2 separate regions of the Mus musculus genome follow, and region 1 is linked to region 2. The links are chromatin contacts, called in public Hi-C maps. All regions are on one chromosome and are shown on one strand. Each heading gives the region's core, a stretch centred on a gene start, on an enhancer-like site or on the middle of the called end of the contact. The rest is flanking DNA. Distances are from core to core; before and after follow the strand shown. Region 1 overlaps Slit3 (slit guidance ligand 3). Region 2 overlaps Slit3 (slit guidance ligand 3).

Region 1 (3,052 bases), core at 34-2,533, 420 kb after region 2:
TCTCTACTCTACACTTTGTCTCTGTATTTGCTTCTGTATTTTGTTTCCCACAAAGGGCTTTCTTGCCCACAGAAGATATAGCATGCCTGGCCCATTTCCCCTGGAAGCTTCCCCTGGCCTCAGCAGGGTTGTAGATCTCCCTCTGCATCCACAGTTTACCTTCCCATTTACAATGCTGAATAGTAACTGCCTACCTGGCCTCAGATAACGCTCACTAAGCAATGAGAAGGTAAGAACTGGCCATTGCTGTGTTCCCAGCACCTGGTACAGTGCCTCCAGTGCAGACAGACAATACTCACTACACAGGAGGTAAGAAAGGGAGGGGACAAGCACAGCCCAAAGTCAGGGTCTGCCCTGTGCTTCTGCTGCAACAACTCTAGGAACAGCCAGATGGTGCTGACTGTCCAAGAGAGACTCCAGGGACCTTCTCATTGTCTCTCTCTAGGGAAACTGAGTCAGGAGTGCCACAGAAAGGATAAACTAAGAAAAGAATGTAGGGTTCCTGGTGTCCATGACTTACGACCCAGGGTGGGTCAAATACAACCCTGTGGCCTTGGCGATGCCCAGTATCCTCGCTGATGCCTGACTTCTCTTCCCTGTGACCTCCAGGGGAGCTGTGTGATGAGGTGATTGACTACTGTGTGCCCGAGATGAACCTCTGTCAGCACGAGGCCAAGTGCATCTCCCTGGACAAAGGATTCAGGTAAGGCCCGGCTTCATGCTCTGGCAGAGAGCCCTGAGGACTCTCCCTCCAACAGCCTGGGTTTGAGTCCCTGGGTCAGGTAGTGTCTGTCACCCCCTGCACAACCAGTCACCCGTCTTCCTTGCTCCTGTACTCATGCGTGTCTCTATCTGGCCTATACCCAGGCCTGCTCATGTTTCCCCAAGTTGCTTTTATCGTTTACAGTTTCTTCCTCTCTGGATTCTTCTAGTGATAGAAAAGGATGAAGAGGTGGATATGCCTTCTCTTCCTCTTCCTCTTCCCCTCCCTTTGCCCTCTCATTCTCTTCTCCCACCTTCTCCTCTCTTTCTTAGCATCTCTCTCCTTCCTAGAGCTGAAATAAGGCATCCACAGAAGGAACCATCAGAGGTAGCTTCACCATCCTAAGGGTGTCTGGTCACCTCCCCAATGTATAGCCTTCCTGGTGGTCCCTATTTCCCCATGGCCACAGAAAGTTTGCTAGACTATGGCAGCTGTGGGAGGGAGGAGATGGGACCGGGAGTCCTGACTCAGTTCAGCAACACTGCCCTGGGTGAAGCTGTCTCCTCCATCACCAACAGCAACAGAGAACCACGTGAGCAATTTCCAGTTAGGAGGAGGCAGCCCAGGAAGCACACCCAGTTCCTGAGCCCAAATGTATCTTGCCATATGTCATCTCTTTCTTTCTCTGTGTGTGTGCACATGTGTGTGTGGGTGCACTCAGCAGCTTGGCATGTGTGCAGGCCACATGTTGATGTGGATTGTTGGCCGAGGGTTTCTCACTAAGCCTGAAGTTTGCAGCGCCGTGGCTGGCTTTTATGTGGGTTCTGGGGGATATAAACTTGGGTCCTCAGACTTACACAGCAAGGGTTTTACCCACTGAGCCACCTCCCCCAGATCTTTTCTGTCCTTTCCTGTGAGGACATCATGGGCTCATTGCTCATCTCTAAGGGGATTATTGGAAGAGGTGTGAGGCCTGTGGCTTTGCCAAGATAAAAGAAACCACAGCTTCTCTGTGTGCCACCCCATTCACGTCTACCTGTCTGCTTGTGCCTCACTGAGATATGCTAGGCAGGAGTTTCAGGAGGTGTGGTCACCTGAGCAGACCCCCAGACTCCCACCACCCCAGGATCCAACATCAATTGAAAGCTTCTATTTACTAAATACAAGGCTGTGTACTGCAGGTGAATGAAACTGTGTGACGTGCAAACTGGAAAGAAGAAATGTGCAAAATTCAAACCCAAACAGAGATGCCCAGACTGTCAGGCAAAGGGCTTTAGTGTGCTAGGAGGGAACAGTGAGAGGTGACTAGCCCTCAGCTATACAGAACAGAGGTGACTAGCCCTTGGCTATACGAATGGGGAGACAAATATTCAAGATCAATTAAACAGCGAACCTAGAGGTCAGTGGCTTTGAAACTGGTCAGGGTGAGTATGGACACAGAGAGGTAGAGATGCTAGATTTCTGTCCTCTGACTCTTGTTCTGAAAACCTCACCCTGGACTATAATCAAGGGCCCTTGCATCTGGGACAAGATAGGAAAGAAAGGCACCAGCCAAGCTTTCCTTGAGTCATCTTACTTATATGTCCTGTCTCCCAGGAGACAGTGTCTCAGAAAGTCTGGAAGCCAAATCAGTAATGGTAGTATTTATAATCAAATATATTCAAAACAATAGTCTGTTCTCCCAATGAGGCATTTTATTATTGTGTCTCCCTCCTGATATCAAACACCTGATGTCCCACAGCCTAGAGGGATACTAATAAGAGGCAGTGATACAGTCAGGGTGACCTTTGCTGATCCTTGGAAACACTTTAATGAGGTCTCAGTGTTAGGCAGATCTGCTCAGAGGCCCTGAAAATAATAACGAAGACTTGTGTACAATGAGAACTCCATGCAGTACCTACTCTCAGGAGCACGTCAAGGTTCCACCGGAGAAACCGGGGCCCTCCCAGTGAATACCCAGTGACACACACCCAGCTGCCAGGGAACCAAGAGAGAACCAAGAAGGGTTTGTAAGTCAATCCAGGTCTGGCTGATTTCTCAGCTAAATCCAGATACTCCAGGTGTCCCCGGCCCAGGGTCACTAGATCCAACACAGACTTTACACATTGTCAACATGGCAGATATAGCAAAGTGTTTGAAGACAGAAAGAATTGAAGTGGCTCTACCTGCTGCCTCTGTAATCCAAGAAGTGTTGTATAGACCCTGCTATAGGGAGTAAGGCCCTGAAACCAACATTTCATGGAAATGTGTGAAGAATGTAGTGTCAAGCCCCACCCAGGCTCCCTGAGTCAGAGGCTCATTTTTTTTGTTTGTTTGTTTCTTTCTTTGTTTGTAACCTGTTTCACTGTG
Region 2 (3,265 bases), core at 708-3,207:
GCTGGGGACAGCCCAGAACAAGACTGAGTCATATGGGTGACAGATCAACTCAGAGAGAATGGGAAGAAGCCAAGGTCACTTGATGGTGTATACTTTGGGGCAGAGTAGGAGTGTACCCCCAGGGCCTTGAGGGAAGTTGGCACTTCAGACGATTGGGCAAAGCATGGGACCTAGGATAGTGCAGCTCCTGCTGGTGACGGTGCCATGGTCCTCTGCCACACCCTGCTTCTTGAGCTTGGAGGGAACGCTTTCTCTAAGGGAGTTGGATTCAAAGAAACTCTTTCCATCCCATCTTCTCTGCCTTACAGTTACTCAGTACAGTTACAGTCTCTGTGGGGAGTCTGAGGGTGGCATTTAGAGGCCTTCCACAAAAATTCTAAAACAATAGGCTAGACTCACAAGTATGTGGTCTGTTTAGATGTCTGGGGTTGCTTTCCCCTGCTTTGAAAGAGAACATCTCAAGCATCTTGATTTGCTAAAAATCTTACCAGAGTATAAATCACTGGGACACGGGTGGGCTCAGGACTGTCAGGGCTCACTGGAGATGGGTCTACTACCTTCTCCCATGCCCCTTTTCCCCTTCCCCTTTGTACCTAAGCTTTTGGAAGACTTAACAGGGCAAAAGTCGTAGAGACTTTATAGGAAAATTAGCCTGAGAGTGACAAGCCCGAAAGATGTGCACGTCCCTCTGTGGCTCAGGAGAGTAATACCTATATAGTGTCTCCTTATACAGATAAGAATGAAGTATCCCATCCAATCTTCCTACCCAGCTCTGAGCCAAAGGCTCATGCGGTTGCACTCTGAGCTCATAGCTCATCCTATCTGTGCACTTACTTTGATGCAGTTCTGAGACTACAGAGCAGTAGGGAACTGTGGGAAAATTATAAGGTCAATATTTTTCAGCTGTTCCCCGCTATATGTGAGTCATGAGGGGGAAAGGCGAGCAGAGCCTGACATCAAAAGCCTACATCTGGGATGGGGGCCATCTTCGCTGTTGGATTCCCTAGCTTAAGGCTAGTTTGTGCAAAGCAGAGAGCCTATAGATGGAGTCGATTTGGTTTACCTGATAATTTCCTTTTCTAATAATCTGTAGCAACCTGTTTTTCCTCCTTCGTGTCCATCTTCTGAGAATTTCCCTGGGTCTAAGTCCCATTCCTGTAGCTTCCTCCTTCAGAGGCAACATCCTCATCATGAGATGAATCATGGATCATTTGGTAGTAGATGCTCATTCTGACCCTAGCCCACTAAGCCCTGTGTCTCTACCTACAAGGCCATGGCTCTGACTTGATTTCATCCTTAGAGTAGTTTCAGAGAGGAGGGGAGCCAGGCACAGTGAGATTAAGTGACTTCCCCAAGTTCACTTGTAGAGATACAGGCCTGGCTTCCTTTGACCCGAAGCCTCTGGATCTTGATGTGTTGACTTCCAGGGTGGTCCATGTCTTAGGTAACTGTGTCCACACTTGGCTTTTCTACACAATTCGGGGATATGCTCCTCCATGGTCGACATTCCCACAACATCCAGCACAGAACAGCTTATACAGATCCACCCGAAGTGGCTGTGGCCCTACACTTACGTTCACTTTGCATAATGACCTTGGGGCAGGAAGGAAGGGACCTTATTTCTCCCCCTCAAATGGGAACTTGGTGATCTAGGGCATATCTTAAACATCCTACCTCCCAGTCTCTTGGAGGGCTTGTTACAACAAATTCCTGGATTCGGTCCCAGGATGGCTGAGTCAGGAGTTCTGGGTGGAGCTGGAGGGCCTTGAATTTCTTTCCACTTTCCAAGGTGGGCAGGGGCCCCAGACTGAGACCCACTATCGTAACAGAAGGCGAAGCAGCATCAAACCCTACTCTGACCGCAGGAAGCTCTGTAAGACTCCCAAGATGTCAGGAGCATCCTCAGTAAAGAATGCCGAGTAATGCTATCCAGTCATGAAAATGTTCAGAATGTCACATTTGCATATCTATGCTGAACATCTCATTATAGCATTTCTTTTCCGAGCACCGAAGCAGCACTCACCATGTGCTAGGCACTGGTTTGCAAATATACACAGTTCCCATGGCAGGCGCGTGTGGTAGTCCTTTCCTCAGATTTCCTTCATTGTACAGAGAGGTAGGCTAAAGTCCAGAGACATTCTATAAATTACCTGGGATCGCCCAGCTAGTCAGTCTGTGCAGCTGGGCAGGAACCCAGGCAGTCTGGCTCCTGGTCACCACATTCAGCCCCTGGGCAGAATATGGCACCTGGCTTGTCATCAACAAGACTTTCCCATCCCCAGGTAAGCTAAGAATTGCCTGCAGAAGAAGAGCGGTGAAATGTTTCTATTTCCAGTTCCTAGGCAGATTAACCATAAATAACAACGATGCATGTTTTATGACCACCACTTGGAAATCCCACGCTTGGCCACCCCTCTAATACCAGTCTGGTTAGCCCAGAGTGGCTTGTTCTCTTTCTACCCCTCTGGCATTGAAGTTTATCATTGCTCAAGAGGAGGATGCTTGAAAGAGGCCTGTTGGTTGTAGGAGTCCAAGAGGTGGGTTGCGGGTCAATAATAAAAGCAGAGCGACGTTTGTTGCTCTCCCATGCAGAGCCTTGAGAGTCTATCCAGCGGGTGGTAAGGAGGCTCAGCCTGAGGAAGGACGGTGATGGACAGGGTGGGAGGGGAGCAAATAGTTTCAGCCTGGCCGAGTAACTGAAGGACGGGCAGTGGGAGCATTCCAGCTATGTCATGGGAAATGGCTATGGCCAGGGCTCTGATTAGCTGTCAACCACAAATCCCCTGGGACCCTGCCAGGGGTCAGGCAACTGGGGTGCCTCTCGAATGCCAAATGGTTTGCCTTATATTATTGTCAAAGGAGAAGGAGGCGATTTTGAGCGTTATCCCTGGATGTGTGCACTGGCACTGCCAGGAGCTGAGAGATGGTTGGGGATGTGGGAGGGAGAGAGAAGCTAGAAAAATTCGCTTTTCATTCCAGGAAACATAGAGAGAAAAACCAGTCCATGCCACTGGGCCTTGGCATGATCTCAAAGCTGTTTTAGTCACCACCTCCGAAGCTTTCTGCCCTTTCCTTCCCTTTCTGCAAGGTGAGACATGAAAGTCTCCACCTCATGAAAGCCCTAAAGGGGGAAATGCTGACCCAGATCCCTTACAGTTGAGGTGGCATGGAACAATAGCCCTTCAAGAGTATGGATATAACAAGAGAGCCCCCCATGGTTTGCTTGCTTGATGACTTTGGCCTGAAACAGAGCCATGAAATGTGG

What was found. Hi-C and Micro-C count contacts between places; a contact is called where the count stands out from the background.
Region 1: a Hi-C map of cerebral cortex shows a contact between it and region 2, with 2.6 times the contacts expected there. The contact joins two enhancer-like sites. A contact is called at or near these places in 2 of 484 Hi-C or Micro-C datasets (cerebral cortex and embryonic stem cells) and 1 of 9 other capture datasets (embryonic stem cells).

What each region holds. Positions count from the first base shown.
Region 1 is chr11:35,678,793-35,681,844 of GRCm38.p6, forward strand. Slit3 (slit guidance ligand 3) reads left to right here. Exons shown (of 36, transcript NM_011412.3): 29 at 610-703. Among named protein-coding and RNA genes, the nearest start is that of Gm46278, 3.7 kb to the left of the region's middle. Within about 2 kb of position 1,284, at least 13 of the 459 cell types and tissues checked have an H3K27ac peak or open chromatin away from gene starts, as enhancers often do. A contact at or near this core is called in cerebral cortex, where this site is marked.
Region 2 is chr11:35,259,909-35,263,173 of GRCm38.p6, forward strand. The region is part of intron 4 of Slit3 (slit guidance ligand 3); the gene reads left to right. Among named protein-coding and RNA genes, the nearest start is that of Gm46277, 26 kb to the right of the region's middle. Within about 2 kb of position 1,958, at least 26 of the 459 cell types and tissues checked have an H3K27ac peak or open chromatin away from gene starts, as enhancers often do. A contact at or near this core is called in cerebral cortex, where this site is marked.